Linked DNA regions of Mus musculus: region 2 is linked to region 1. A link is a contact called in public HiChIP or PLAC-seq data. All regions are on one chromosome and are shown on one strand. Each heading gives the region's core, a stretch centred on a gene start, on an enhancer-like site or on the middle of the called end of the contact. The rest is flanking DNA. Distances are from core to core; before and after follow the strand shown. Region 1 holds the start of Slc2a6 (solute carrier family 2 (facilitated glucose transporter), member 6). Region 2 overlaps Vav2 (vav 2 oncogene).

What was found. HiChIP or PLAC-seq counts read pairs in DNA pulled down with a chosen protein or histone mark.
Region 2: a FOXA1 HiChIP or PLAC-seq map of pancreatic cancer cells shows a contact between it and region 1. The contact joins the enhancer-like site here to the promoter of Slc2a6 in region 1. A contact is called at or near these places in 4 of 39 promoter capture datasets (3T3-L1-derived adipocytes, cranial neural crest, embryonic stem cells and 1 more), 2 of 115 datasets of contacts at active chromatin or transcription factors (bone marrow-derived macrophages and pancreatic cancer cells) and 3 of 9 other capture datasets (adipose tissue, liver and pancreatic islet).

What each region holds. Positions count from the first base shown.
Region 1 is chr2:27,024,710-27,032,598 of GRCm38.p6, forward strand. Slc2a6 (solute carrier family 2 (facilitated glucose transporter), member 6) reads right to left here and starts at 3,289. Exons shown (of 10, transcript NM_172659.2): 1 at 3,108-3,289; 2 at 2,432-2,594; 3 at 1,192-1,398; 4 at 514-613; 5 at 1-84. The coding sequence starts at 3,196.
Region 2 is chr2:27,282,546-27,290,434 of GRCm38.p6, forward strand. It overlaps Vav2 (vav 2 oncogene), which reads right to left. Exons shown (of 28, transcript NM_009500.2): 12 at 6,061-6,147; 13 at 3,894-3,979; 14 at 3,088-3,220; 15 at 764-873. Among named protein-coding and RNA genes, the nearest start is that of Sardh, 39 kb to the left of the region's middle. Within about 2 kb of position 4,651, at least 29 of the 459 cell types and tissues checked have an H3K27ac peak or open chromatin away from gene starts, as enhancers often do. A contact at or near this core is called in pancreatic cancer cells, where this site is marked.

The DNA.
Region 1 (7,889 bases), core at 2,039-4,538:
TGGGCATGAAGCTGAGCAGCAGGATCATGATGAGAACCGGCCCCTCTCCAGCCACAGCAAGCCATCGCCAAGGTAGCAGCAGACCTGGTGAGAGAGGCTTCAGTGAGGGGATGGGGCCTGAGTGACCTCACTGCTCCCCAGCCTAGCTCCCTGATTGCCCAAGACCCTGTAGTAAGGGCAGTGTGGGGCTTCAGGAATTGCCTGGACCCTGGCACTAAAGTGGGATCCCTAAACAGCCTCAGTATAATGGGAGAGTATTGGGAAGGCTGGGCCTGGGGCTCTCACCCCCATCACCCAGGCAGGCCAAATCCTGTATGGGCTTCCCTCACGAACTGACAGGACCCTTGTGCTGTGGGAAGGTGGTCCGAAGCTGCTGCGGTAGGATAGACCTCAGTGCTCAGAGATGGGGCTAGGAAGCCAGGTGTCCTGTCTATCAGTGCCGACTTTCTTCAGGAAGAGTTCCATTCCCCCCATCTCCAGAACCTGAACACTGGAGTGCAGGATGGTACTTGCCAAGGGCGTAGAGAGACAGGGATCCAAACACGGCCATGAGCTGCGGTGTGGCCCCCAGGGCCCCACGAACATCAGGGGGTGCAATCTCAGACACGTACACCTGTAAGGCACATGCCCCAACTTGGACTTTAGTGGGGAATTCATGTTCCTGGGTCCACTGGGGTGATCGAGGGACTTGGGAGCCTGGAGAAGCTGGCAGAAGTCTTGTTCTGACCAGAGCTCTGACCTTCCCTTCCCTAGCAAAGAAGTATACAGAAGCTCTCAGCTCTGGCGGGTATGGGTCGGGGGACCCAACCAAGCCCAGGGGCCTCAGACTTGGGGCTGAGCAGGCATCTGTATTTACCCTAGTGACCTCTTTTCTGGGCTTGGTCAGAGGATAAGTTTGTGTATGGAGTATTACATGAGGTAAGCAGTTGGGTGGAGGTGGAGGTGGAGGTGGGCTGGAACTTCCCTTCACATCCCTTGTGCAATGCAAATTTTTTCAGTTGAGCAATGCATGGAACTGAGGTCAAAACACAGGGTAGGAAGTTTTGGGTGACAATGATGTCAGCTGCTTTGGTGGAGGAAGCTGAGGTTTTCTGGGCAATGTAGTGAACCCCACACACTTTCACTGAGCAAAGGCTCAGAGGCAGGGGTGGTCTAGAACAGCCCCAAGGCAATGGAGACATCTGGCCTTACCGGGATGCAGGCAGCAGTGAGTCCCCCGGCAAAGCCCGTCAGCATCCTCCCCAACAGAAGCATCCAGAGGCCACGGGCACCGGCCATGATTGCATAGCCAATGGCTGAGGGGACAGCTGAGAACATGATGCTGAGCTTCCGGCCCAGGAGGTCATTGAGTAACATAGCACTGAGGCCCCCTGCTGCGGCACCCAAGGTGAACACGGACTGCAGGGGTACAAGAAGATAAGTGGCTTTAAGAGCTCTCACCCCCACCGGAGTCTAGAGAGAGTTCCTCCAGAGCTGACCCAAAACCCAGGCATTCATTGGTAGAGTCCCCTGTTGGCAGAGGTGCACAGCAGCCTGTGGACAACTATATGTAAAGGTACCATAAATGTTCTACTCCAGAGGTGCTTTGAGGAGAGGGGGCGCCTGTCTACAGTGGCTCTGTCCAGGAGTGTCCAATATTTTTTTGAGCCCAAGCAGGCCTCAAGAACATGATCTTCCTCCTTCAGCCTCCCAAGTGCTGAAGTTAAAGGCATTTTCTATGGCTCACACACTACCAAAGAGAACCCTATGACTTGTAGGCCTGGGACTTTAAGATTTGGGGGTCATTGGAGTTGTTGAGGAATAAAGAATTTGGCTGGAGTCTGCCACTCATGAGCAGTGGGACCAGGGCACACAGTGTGGCCTCAGTTTCTTAGTTGCGTTATGGGAAAAACATAGTTAACCTCAGGGGTGAAGATATTTCACGAAGTGTCTAGCATGTGCTCAGCATGTGCTGTGCGCCTTGCACATTCCCACCCCATTTGAAATGCTCAGGAGACCCCAAATCTTTCCAGCTTTGCTGTCAAGTCGCAGTCCTAACTCAGGGTCTACTGACATTCTAACGTTAAAGTCTTGGGCTCCTGGGCTCTGTTTAGCCACGTTCTGTCCTTGTCCATATGGCACCTCTCATCCCGCTAGCATCTGGTGTGACTGCCTCCAGGCACCCAGGAGGATGTCAGCTCTGCTGTGGCAGCCTGGCTTTGGGTATGGGGTTGGGAAATCTTCCCCTCAGCCCTGGCCCACATCTCTGCAGGATGTCACTTCCTCATGTCACTTGCCATCACCGCTAGCAGACGGGAATGCGTGTTAGGGAGAGATACCGGTGCTCTAGGGGAGGTTCCAAGGCTAGGTGATTTTAGTTCCCTGTGGTAAGCAGGTTGAGTGGGCCCATGCTCCCTCCACTACCCCATCTGATTTAGAGAACAGGCCTCACCCCAAACCAGGATGCCTGGATTTTGTCCAGGTGTAGTGCTGGGTCAGAAGAGAGCTTCAGTTCAGGGATGACTGGAGATGTGTAGACCAAGGCATACCCAAAGCTGAAATTGCCCAGCACAGCGGCGAAGGTAGCCAGGAACACCCTTCTGTTTTTCAAGGCCCTGGTGGGGGATGGGGTAGAACCAAAGGACCAAGGACAAGTCCTTTAAATGGACCCTGAGTTCCCAGACTGCTGCCTTCCCCGAGCCCATGACCATCCAGCTCGGCAGATAACCAGGAGAGGCCTGGGTCCAGGGCCAGTCAAGTTGTCTTCAGGCCTTAGCAGCAGCTCTGGGAAATCCCCAGGCTGTCGGCTGGGGCTGGTGCCCGTTTTCTCCAGAAAAGAAATTGTGGTTTTTGCCTCCTGTTGTGATGCTCAAAGCTTGTTCTGTGATCTTAGGCAAGACCCATGTCCTCCCCCTGTGGCAGGTGGGGATCCCACCCAGTATTCCTTTGGAGGCTCTCTTCTTTATGGTGGTCCAGTTCTTTAAATAGGACTTGCGAGCATGCGGTAAGAAAGAGTCAGATGACTCTTGGTGGCCACTCACCAGAAGTCAGTAATGGCCCAAGATGTGTATCGTCTGCTGGAGATAAGGCCATCCCAACCTCCCATGCCCACACCCTGAGACTCTCACCCGGCTCGTTCTCTCTCTCCAGGAGTCGCGGGCACCTCGGGGAAGGTATCATAGTCGAGTCCCTCGGTTCTTAGCAGGGGTTCCTGCATGGCCAGCGCGGATGGTCAGATACAGCGGGACTCCACTGCAGAGCTAAAGCATCTGCCTGAGCCCTCAGCACAGCAGGCGAAGCTCCGCCCTACAGATGCGATTGGCTGCAGGGCGGCCCTGCAGAGCCGTGCTGTCCAATGAGACAGCCGCACGCCTCGGATGCAGGGTGCGATCGGGCTCCCGGGCGTGTCCCATCGCGTGCGCCTTGAGGCGCTGGATTCTGCCGGGGAAACCCGCTTCTAGGGCAGGGCCGCCTGAGCACCCTTTCGCCAGGCTAAGAGCGTGGACTGCTCCATGGCTGGGTCTGGCTTTATGGAGGAGAAGCCCAGAGAGTCGTAAGCTTGCCAAGGTCACACGGAGGATTGTTATTATTATATATTTTTTTATTATTGCCTTGCTTGGCCCTGTTCTGTGCCCTCTCCCGTCACATAGATGTCACTTCTACACCTGCCACTTCACTTCTCGCCTCCTAACCCTAGTTGACTCCAATGAATCACTACTTTGGGTGTGTACAGTAAGTAGGAGGAGGGTGGAGCAGAAACAATTAGGGGTAACTCCAGCAGGTGCCCTGCGGTGTCTCACCCCATAGCTGTGGACAAACCCCAAGGCTTCTCTCTGCTAGCAAGCAATCTGTCTCTGAGCTACATTCCTGATCTCTGGGATTTCCTGGTTGTCCAAATAGCTTGCACTGTTCAAAATCATTCCAGTAATGGTATAAAATGACCAAAAAAAACGAAACAGAAACTTCTCTAGGAGGTGGAAAAAGCCACAATCAAGATGCCTATCTGTGTCTTTGGACTTTTTCAGTCACAGGAGTGGACTTACTTCCTGTTCACATTTATAAACTGACCCTTTGTTACCAGGCTATTAAAACAGTAAAGGGTGTTGTAGAAGTCTCAGTTCCCCTTTAGAAACACTTCTAGAGAGGACAGTAGAGACCACAAAACTGCTGCGACCCACCCTGGCTGGACGTCTTTCCTTCCTGTGTTTGCCTTGCCTGTCTGTTACTTAGTGGGGAGGTGAACTTTCAGTGAGTGGTGTTCCACTTCACATCCAAGCTGAGTGTGTGTGTGTGTGTGTGTGTGTGTGTGTGTGTTATACATAATTTTGGGAGCCTGAGAGCACTGGCTGCTCTTGCAAGGACTCAGGTTTGATTTCCCAGCCCCACGGGTTGGCACACAACCCTCCTCTTACCTCCATTTCCAGGACAATTGGTGCCTTTTGGCATCAGCTTTTATGTGGTACAGACAAAACACCCAAACATGTGAAAAACTTAAGATATATAATTTTTAAATTTTATGTCTGTCTGTGAGTCTGTGCTCCTGAAGCTGAAATGATGGACTTGTAGGAGCTGGAGTTACAGGCCGGTCAGTCACCAAATAGTAATGGGAGCCAGAGCATATAGGACCTGGTCTTGTAACCGCTGAACCATCTCTTCAGGCCCCTTCCACTCCTTTGTCATTTGAGACAGGGTCTGATGTATTCCAAGCTGGCATCAAACTTTCTAGGTAGCCACCCACTTTAATTTTATCCTCTGGCCTCCACCTCCAATTGGGACTGCAGCCCTGGATTCATTCTGTGCTAGGGATTGGACCCAGGCAGGCACTACATTAACTGAGCCACAGCCCTATCTTACTCTGAGATAAGTTTCACCAGGTTGTCCAGACTGGCCTTTCAATACTCCTGCCTTAGACCACTAAATACTTGGGGTTGTTAGGTAGGTAGTCAGACATGCAATCTTGGTGGCCTTTGAGGACATCTCTCACACAATCAGTTCTGTATCCCACTTCCTGTGTCCTGGCAATGCAGCTTTTAAGGAAATGTCATAGTTGCTCCTTAAAAAATTTAAAAAAAAAAATGGGGGCGGAGGGGAAGGTCTCTCTATTTAGCTATGGGTGACCTGGAATTTACTATATTCCCTGGTGGCCTGCCAGGGATTATTTAAGGACCTTTTTTGAAAATATATTTTACTACATTTTGTTTGTTTATGTGTGTGTGTGTGTGTGTGTGTGTGTGTGTGTGTGTGTGTGTGTGAGAGAGAGAGAGAGAGAGAGAGTGAGTACCATAGAGAGAGAAGACATAAGTGAACAACTGGAGATAATCAGTTCTCTTCTTCTACCCTGTGGTCCCAGAAGCTGGACTCAGATTGTCTAGTTTAGGTAGCAAGCATCTTTACCCACTGAGCCATCTCACCAGCCCAGGACAGAGCGGGTCACTATATTCTGCTGGCAAGGCAAGTTCCCTGTGTCTTACCATGTTTCTTTCCCATGCTCCCATGTGGTCCTTGTCTGTGGGATGTGATGTAGGAGGGTGAAGCCTTTGACAGGCTCTTCTCATTTGGCTCACTGGGATGCTTTCTTTCCCTCACCCACCATTCCCATAACCAAGAATGACCTTGGCTCAAATTTAGGGGAAGAGAGGGGAGCAAAGAGAGCAGCTGGGGCTTGCCCCAATTTGGCACTGTGGGTTGGTCCCTGAAGCCCATGACAGAAAATGGAGGCACTGTTCAGCTTTGACCATGTGTGCTGTGTGTGATCCCAGGCTTCAGGGCCTTTCAGACGAAAAAAATTTACATGTTGCTCGAGTGTGCGTGTGCGCATGCGTGTGGTAGTGCATGCTGCATATGTGAAGGTCAGCGGCCAACTTGCAATAGTTGCTTCTCTTTTTCACATTTGCCTCAAATGAGAGCAAAGTTACACATGGGCACACTGTCCCTTCTTGCCTTTTCTTCTATGGGCTCCTGCCCCACTGGTAGTTTGTGAAAACAAGGATTGGGAGCCAAGCCCAAGCCGGTCCTAGTGACACTTCTGTTCCCCCTAGCTGAGATCAGACCTTCTCTACCAAGGCAACAGGTGGACTCCTTTCCCATGAGGCCATGGATCTCCCTGCTGCTTTCTGCTTCCAACTTCCCTTCCCTTACAAGCCTCTGCTGTCTCTGGGATCTCCCTTGCTTACCCGTTCAGGGAGACTCACCTCCAGCTACTTCCTCTTGCTCCCAGCATCCTCTTGGCTCCTGCTACACCCATTCTAACCTCAGTACCTTTCCAAAAGGGGTGAGACTGTACTCTCATGATATTTTCTTTCTTCCTTCCTTCCTTCCTTCTTTTCTTTTTCTTTTCTTTCTTTTTTTTTTTTTTTTTTTTTTTTTTTTTGGAGACAGGGTTTCTCGGTTTCTCTGTGTAGCTCTGGCTGTCCTGGAACTCACTTTGTAGACCAGGGTGGCCTCGAACTCAGAAATCCACCTGCCTCTGCCTCCCGAGTGCTGGGATTAAAGGCGTGTGCCACCATGCCCAGCATCATGATATTTTCTAGCAGTTCCTACTGCCATGGGAGAAAGGTCAATAAGTTTCCTTTCTTCCTTTTATATGTATTCCAGGGTATGTGTGTGTGTGTGTATATATATATATATATATATATGCTAGGATGCCATATACATAAAAAAACAAATTCTGTTTTTGTAGAGAGAATCTCTTATTACTGTATGGAATTATCACTTGTTAATAAAAAGCTGGTGGTTGACCAATGAGCAGAGGCAGGAAATAGGAGGTGGGAATTCAGGTAGAGAAAAAATCTGGGAAAGAGTCTTAGGAGATTTACCCAGAACTCTTAGGAGACAGAAGTAGACTGAGCAGAGGTGACCAGCCATGTGGCACTCATAGAATAGAATAAATGGGTTAATTAAGTTACAAGCTAGTCGGAGACAAACCCTAGCTTATGGCCTAGGCATTTATTTATTCATATGTAATTAAGTCTCAGAATCATTATTTCAGGAATTGGGGTGCGGGTGGGAAAGCCTGCAGTTACACGTTTTCTGTTATCTATGTCTAGAAAAGAAACAGAGAAGCCAGAGGAAGCTGAAGTCACTGGACAAAGATGGAGGAGTGAGAACAGGCAGCATGAACTGGCAGACAGATGCTAGATCTGTGAAGAGACACACAGGTCACTGGAGGGGACAGTACTCAAAATAGGGTACCCTCCTAAGGCACTTTCTACTCTCCCAAATTAAAGGATTCTTAGACAGAGCGCAAACATTGCCCCTGTCCTGGCCTCCAGTTGGCCTCTGATAGAGGTTTTTTTTTTTTTTGTTTTTGTTTTGTTTTGGTGTTTTTGCATCTTCTGTAGCCCATGCTGGGCTCAAAGTGACTACGTTTGTCAAGGTCAATCATGGCTGATAATCACTCCTGCCTAGAGTTATTATTGAAGAAGGAGCCTCAACTGAGAAAATGTCTTAAAATGATCCAGCTGGAAGGCATTTTCTTAGCTAGTGATTGATGGGGGAAGGACCCAGCCCATTTGGGTGGTGCTACTCCTGAACAGGTGGTCCTAGGTTCTATAAGAAAGTAGCTGAGTCATGAGGGACAAGCGAGTAAACAACACTTCTCTGTGGACTCTGCACTAGCTTCTGCCCCTAGATTCCTGACCTGTTTGAGTTCCTGTCCTGACTTCCTTCAGTGATAAACCCTCTCACCTCCAAGTTGCTCCTGGTCATGGTGTTTTATCACAGCGACAGAACCCCTAACTAGGATGTTCCCTTCCCAGGTGCTGAGGTGGTAGGCCAGGCGCCATGGTTGTCTTGGCTAAGTTTATTTATTTAAAGAATTATTTATTATGTATACAGTGTTCTGCCTGTAGGCCAGAAGAGGGTGCCAGATATCATTATAGATGGTCATGAGCCACCATGTGGTTACTGGG
Region 2 (7,889 bases), core at 3,401-5,900, 260 kb after region 1:
GAGGGGCTCAGGCCTGAGTGCCCGCGGGGTGAGCACCCTGCAGAGGTTATTAAATGGCCCAGGAGTGTCAAGCTTAGCAGGTGAAGGCAGTTGTCCCTCCTGGTCTATAGTTTACCTATAATCCATTGTAGACTGATAACATTACATGGAAAACCTCAGAACTGAGCAGCTTGTTGTGAGCCAGGACATGGCTCACCCTCTGACACTATACATGAATCAGTGGTCACTCAGTGGCCAGCTGGTATCAAGTCAACTGTCACCAACACAGTGCTTGCTTTCCAGTGACTTGGACTGTACATAGGCCCCTGTGCAAGTGTAAAGATTGGCCATTCATTAAAACCCATCGGACAACCATCTAGTGACTAGTTCTCAGGTGTTACTTGTTCTTACACACTGCCCCCTGCCATAGGTCCGAATGCTGAGGAACTGTCGTGCACATAAGGTTTGTCCTTTGTACCTAAATCTCACCACGTGGAAAGTCTCAAGGAGTGGTATGTTCCCCAGAAATCCCCAAACCCATAGGGCCTCTAGAGCCAGTGGCACACACCACTCCCACCCCCTTAGCCCCTCTGCTCTATGTGTTGGGGTGCCCCCTCAACAACATGGGGCACTTCCTAGACTTCCAAGCCAAGTCACAACCTAGCTGTCAAGTCTGAGGTTCTGCCCATCTAGCAGGACACCGGATGCCTCTGTCAAAACCACCTCCCACCACGACCCTGAGAAGGTCAGGAAGCCGGAGCCAACAGGCCTGCCCAAAACTCACATGGCCATCTCGAACTGCTCCATCCACTTCCGCTTCATGTCTTCCGTCTTGCAGAAGAACTGAAAGCCTTGCTTTCCTTGGAGGTGAATCAGGTAGAAGCCATAGGACCACTGTGGGGACAGAGGCATGCTGGAAGCTGGCATGGCTTTGTAGGAGACAGGAGCAGTTGGCAGTTGGCATGGTTTTGGATGCTATCAGGTGCACACAAGTTCACTAACACTGCATGTGGATGTGTGTGCCTACGTCTTGTGTGACACACTCTTGTGTACAGACATATACACTCTTGCCTAGCTGTGTGCCCATATGTGTGTCCTCCCACATTAGAGATTGTGGGTGTACTGTGTTCTTGCCTGAGCAGGCCAGGGTGCTCTCATATGTGAAGTTGTTTAGGAACATGTGTTAAAGTATATGTACGCTTTCCTGTGTAAGATGTGTGTCTGTACTGTGTCTAAATGTGCACATGTGCATGGGTACTTGTTTCTGTTCCTGGACATAGAGCTGTCTGTGTGTGTGCACCCAAGCCTGTGTCTGGATGTCCACAGTTCCTTTCACATGTGTGGACATCATGCGTGGACATGCGCTGACCTGTAGATCATGCTCTGCACATGGACCCATGTGTACAGGTACATAGGTAGTACTGTGTGCACATGCATATATGCATGTATGCAAGCAGAGATCCTGTTGGGCTCATATGCATGCATGTGTGTGTGCATACTGTTGTGTGTGCATTATGTGTCCTACTGTGCCCATGCATGTGAGTAGGTATGCAGGGACCCTGCTGTGTGCACTTTTATGTATGTAGGAAGCCTACTATGTGTGTATGTGCATAGATGTGGCAGCCCAAGCTCAGGGCCCACCCTTTATCAGGATATCCTTCCTACTCTTTTTCCACCCCTTCGCGGGGCACTTCAACCCAAATCCTTGCTGTCCCTGAGACTCCTCAGGAGTGGTACCCAGGAACCAGCCCAAGAGCAGCCCATAGCCCCGCCCACTCACTTTCACTTCCTGGGTTAAAAAACAATTCCTGAGTTTAAAACAACAGGAAAAACAAAGGCTGGGGTCAGATGGTTGAGAGTCTGACCAAACTGAGCAACCCAGCAGCCAGGCCTGACCTACTGGCCTGCCAAATATACAGGCTTGAGAAAAGGGCTTCCGAATGATGCCAGGTAAAGTGTAGCTTAGTCTGTTAGAAGTGGAGGGATGAGGGAGGGAGAGAGAGATAGAGAGAGGAACATGGGGAAGAGGAAGGAGGGAGTGAGGAGGACGGATTTGCAGGGCAGAGATCACGAAGCCTCGCCTGCCATTGCTCAGTGACCTCTGATCTTTACCTCCCAGGAAGGAGAGCAGGCTGGCTTCCAGGTCACACCTACAAATCGAGAGTCTTTTGCCACAAATATGTGTCACTTTCTTGACTGAGATGTAGAGGAAGGAGGAGGAGGAGGGCCACGAGCCTGATCTTCCCAGACCCACAAGTCTGGAAAGGGCAGCTCGGGGCAGCACTGGGGCAGGGGGAGAGCACCAGGGGCTTACCATCTTCCCATGAGACTAGGAAGCATGAAGAGGGAAGGAAAGGGAGACAGGTCATTAAGAGGCTTGGCCAGGCCACATTGCAGCCTGGGCAGGCTGAGAGCCCAGGACGGTAAGAACACATCAAACACTCTAGGTGGTCTCCCAAGGCTTCATAAGAAGTCTTGGAGCTTGGAAATTAGCCTTGGTCACTGTCTCCTGCTTCAGACACCAGGGTTAGGAAGAGCTTGTGTTTGGTCCTATATGGGGACTTACAGAAGGTCAGAGCCTTTAGCCACTGGCTCTTGTTCCCAACCCAGCATAGGGCCACACACACACACAAGGTGGTGTACTCAGAAGCAAGACTGTGTTTCCCACCCCCTCACAGCCACAGCCATAGCCTCAGTACCCATAGCCCCACCCCTACAGCCCCACCCCCTACAGCTACAGCCCTACCCCCTAGAACCCACAGCCCCTTTTCCAGCAGTCCTAGTCCACTGGCTTTCAGAGCCTGACAAACCACAAGCCAGCCCCCAGCAAAAGAGACAGAGCAAGAATGGAGCTGTTACAACAGACAATGAAGAACTAGTCAGGTCCACTGAGACTAAAAAGTCAAGGCTGGGAACGAGGCTCTTACTGGTACCCTAAGCATGACCTCCCTTCTGCTTCTAGGAAGCTAGAGTCTTAAGGATGCCTATGACCCACCATGGGAACTACCAGCCAGTCATAATGACAAAGGGAGGCCAGCAGGGGACACCTGATGTGCTGGCCCTGGGGTTAGGACCCTGCACCTGGCCCCTCTCCAGACCCAGACCCACCTTCTTGATGTCCTTGTTGTGCATCGGGTCATCGGTCATCTTGTGGAAGAGCAGCTCAATGACCTCCTTCAGCTCATAGCTGTAGCCCTTCCTCTTGCACACGATGACCACCTTGTCAAATAGGAACAGGTACCTGGCCACATAGGGCACCCAGTGTCAGGACAGCCATGCTCTGTGTGAAGAGCCTATATCCCTGCCTGACTCCTGTCCCTGAGACCACAGCCAGTGTGTTAAACCAAGAGGGCCAAGGCTTGTACAGGCTGCCCTCTCTCCAAGGTGAGACCCTCCTTTCTGTCAGGTCCACATGGCACAATGACTCTCGGTCAGGAAGCCACTGCTCCCATAAAGTCGTCCTGAATGCCACCTTCATGCAGAAGATCCTCGGCCCTCTGTCTTTATCTCCCTTGGAGCACTATTCAAAGGCCACTACCAATTCTCTCCTCTGTGCCCCCAGAACCCAAGTCTGTTGTGACGTTTCCTAGACGGCTGACTTGTCCTGACTCCGCCCACACCTGCCTATCTACTCCCACTGGGCAAGGAGCTCCCCAGAGGCCAGACCTCTCTGTGTCCCAGCTTCGACTCCCAGGCCAGCTCACAGCCCACCACAGGCAGGGCAGTGCCCTTTTGTGGCTATTGCTGTGTGACAGACACAGAGGAATTGTGGAGAGAGGAAAGGAAGTGATTTAAACAGCTGCATGGCGCCTGCCTTGCTGTCCTTCTTCCCACAGGAGGGTCTGTCTCAGGCCTCCTAGGAGTGGGGTCCCCAGGCTAAAGGGGGATGGGGTGCCGAACATCACCCCACTCACCTGTCTTGCTTGGTGTGGTTGACTATGGACCGGACTTTAAGCTCCCCGTCAATCTTTGGCCTCCCAAATTCCTCCAGCTTCACTTGCTGGAAAGGCAAGGACTGTTAGTCCAAGGGTGGACAACCTCTGCATTGCTAGACAGGGAGAAAAGTAGGCATGCCCAGGGCAGGACAGAAAGACCCAGGTGTGATCTAGGAAAATGTGCCTACGGTGACTGGGTAGCCCATGAATGAGCCAAGCCTGTCCCCTCTCAGGGGGCCACAATGGGGACTCCCTTGAGCCCTGGGAACAAAGGGCAATTGATGGTCTGGTCATGCTCACAGGCGGCCCTTGTGTGGAACCCGGAGCTGTAGGAAAAGCCAGAGGTCCAGCCCTAAGAGAGCAAATAAAGCAAGCAAGCAGCACCACTGGACTGAGCGGCAACCACAGGCGGGGTCCAGCCGGGTTCATCCTCCACAGAAAGCAATCTATGCCCAGCCCCGCCACCACTGGCCATCAAGTCTCCATTTCCGCTTCTGCTTGGACTGTGCCTCTCTGTTCTGTTTAATACAGAGAGATCTGCCTTTCCACTGTCCTCTGTATCCTCTTCAAGGGACAAGTCTATTCAGGAGAAGGCAGAGGTCGGGTTCCAGGGGAAGTGGCTATGCCTGTGGGTGGTCACATGGGCCTGGAGGCCTGGTCCCTGTACTCTGTGAAAACTCCTAGGTCTGACTTCAGTATGACAGAGGCTGGCCTTGGCCTGACACAGAGCATGATTCACATCTGCTCGGGGACTCTGCTATGCCCCTTTGTCCCCATCACACAGGACATATAAATCCAGGTGCCTTCTCCTAGAGACAGCACCAAGACTGCATGCAGCTTGGCTGTCATATACCAGAAACACCGAGATCCATGGATCACCGTTCTTTGTGAGATAGGGCCTGGAGTATCCCACACTGGCCTGGATGCTGTGTGGCCAAAGACAACGCTGATCCTCCTGCCTCCGCCTTCCTCCTCCCCTGCCCCCGATGCTGGATTACAGTTAGTGCCCCTGAGTCCAGTTTACTCAGGGCCCTGTGCATGAAAGGCAAGCACTCTGCCAACTAAACCACACTCACATCCCATTCCTTGTCATTTAAAGAGCAAACATGACTCACAACACCAAAGCAAACTCCCCTGTGTTCAAAAGCAGTGTGTTAACTGTGCAGTGATCAGAAAGCAGGGATGACTGGCAAATGGTCTGAACCCCACAAATGTTCATGCTTCAGGTCACACTCATGACACATAAGAATGGGCTGGAGAGATGGCCCAGCGGTTAAGAGGCTCTGAGTTTGATTCCCAGCAACCACATGGTGGCTCACAACCATCTGTCCCGGGTCTGACGCCCTCTTCTGGCGTGCAAGCACACATGTAGACAGAGCACTCATCAGACACTGCTTGGCAGTTCTCCTTGCCCTCTGATGAGCCAGCCAGCTCTGTAGAGGGTTCCTCTGGAGATGAAGATGGGTATGCCAGCCTAGATATCGGGCTTCCAGGTTTCTACTTCGCCAAGCTCTCCAGGAAAATCTCCAAGAAGAGGGGATGTTTGAGCGGGGAAAAAAATCAATGGTTCAATATCAAAATGACTCTGGGAATCAGACGGCATTTGGAGGAGCAGTCATCACTTGGGGTTGAGGGCGCTATTAGCATCCGATGGGTGGGGGCAAGGGCGTGCTTAAGGTCTCCTATTGCAGAACACCCCAACACAGAGAGACCTAGACCCAACATGGGGCCAAGCAGGGCTGAGTCCAGGAACAGCTCATCTCTTCTCCCCGGAGTATGCCTGAGAGAGGGCCAACCCTGACTGACAGCCCCCAGTCTGATTCCTAGACAAGGGGCAAGCTGAGGGCCAGCTCTCAGGTTGAGATGACCGTGGCCCCACCCCCAAGCCGAACCCTGCCCACTGCCCACCCTGAGGACAGGGAAACAGGAGGGCCACAGAGCAGACGAAGCGTCCTGCCTCTGGTCGCCACAGCCTGGGGTTCAGGCTGGGAAGGGAGAAAGAGAGCCAGGCTGTCAATAGGACATCCATCTCCTGAGCCCTACACGTGGATGACCTCATCCGCACAGTAGGTAGAACTGGATGAAGGCTGATACTGCCCGACCTCCCTCCTACTCCCGGCAGGCTTCGCAGGCAGCCACGGCTTACCAGGTTTTCTATGGAGCACTGGAACTCGCTAATCTTCTTCAAGGTCTCCTTGTCCCGCTTCACTTCATTGATGTACATGGCCAAGTCCTGGAAATCAAGACAGGATCAGGGCACTGAGTCACACACGGGGTGACCTCCCAGCCCCTTCCTAGCCCAGCTGGTCATTCCACACTCTTCCTCCATCTTGCCTGGGGCCACTCCAACTCTGGGCTATGGGAGTAAAAACCACCACACACAGGGAACCAGGAAGGAATAAGGTGAAGAACACAACATTTGAACCCAGAGTACACACTATGCTGAAGAGGGTGCTGGGAACCCCCAAATCCAGGTTCCCCTCACTCAGAAGGCCTTCTGTGTCAGAATGGAGATGCAGCCCAGCATGGATAAGCCACAGTGGGTCACACACAGCCACTGTTTAGACCTTTCTGCTCTCACGAAGCCCCTGTCCCACCTTCCCTGAAGAGCCTGGGTATTCTGTAAGTGGCTGGGGGAGATGGAGTGGGGGGAAGGTATGAGCCCTACATAGTACTGCAATCCTCTAGTCAGTCACCAGGGGGCAGTGCTCACTTTGCTTCAGAAAGTTTGAAATGGTCTGGAAGCAATGCCCAGGGGCGGCTGGGACAGAACAGCAGGGATCCTACCCAGAAAGCAGAGCAGAGAGGAAATCCCCGGCACACAAAAGCCAGACCCACATCCTGGAGCCAGTTCCTACCTCCCTTATGGCCTCTCTTGCTTCTGGGATCACTTCAAGGGCCAGCCTACAAACCTTGCTACTGGCAGCTCCCTACCAGAAGCCACAGTTTATAAAGGGTGGGTTTTGTTCTAAATCAACAGCAGCGACAGATCTGAGCGTGTGTGGCCCTGTGCACCCTGGCAGGAGTCACAGAAGTGCACGTCTGGGAAGGAGATTCCCACAGAGACAGTAGAGCTCCGGAGGCAAAGCAGCCAGCTAACAGAGTTGCATGGAGTGTGTACTGCAACCCTGAGGAAAGCTTAGCTCCAGGGCAGTGACAGCCCAGACACTGGCTGGATGAATGGTTTTCTGCTTTGCATTGGGGACATTAAAGGCTTTTAGATTCCCTGCTGTATTAGTTTTCACTGAGGGCACTTCAGTTAGAGAACTGCATTGATCACACGGTCTTGTGTGGCCATGTCTGAGAGATTGTCCTGACTGACGATGGAGGAGAGAGGGAACTGCCCACTGGAGGTGGCGCCAATCCTAGGCTATAGAAGAGAGCTAGCTAAGCGCTCCAGAAAGTGAGACAGTAAGCAGCCTTCTTCCATGGTTTCTGCCTTGAATTCTTTCCCTGATTTCCCTTCATGACAGACTGTGACCTGGGAATATAATCTAAAATAAAACTTTTCCTCCCCTAAGTTGCTTTTGATCGTGGTTGTTCATCACAGTAACAGAAAGCAAACCAGGCCGCCTTCTAAACTTTGCAGTTTGAAGAGCCTCCCGTGAAAAGAAGAACACAGAGTCACAAACCCTCTTTGGAATGTCAGGAGCTATATAACCTCAGGGTACTTTGCCACAAAGGGACCCGAAGCCACACACTGGCCAGGCTTGGGTTCAGGGTACACCTGCAGTATGAGTCACATGCTCCAGGAATGGCTGACACTGAATTGTGTCTGCAGTGGGAAGATGTGGTGGTCCCTCTGCTGCGGTGACCTCAGTTCCCCAGGGGCGCCAGCCAGAGGTCCCCATGTCAGCCATGGCACCCACATTTAAGTCCATTCAAAACTGATGCAAACTTTTCCAGCTGCATGAAGTCTGCTCTCAGAGAGCAGGTAGCTTTGAGAGCCAGCGTCCTCCCCCTGATCCTGTGTGG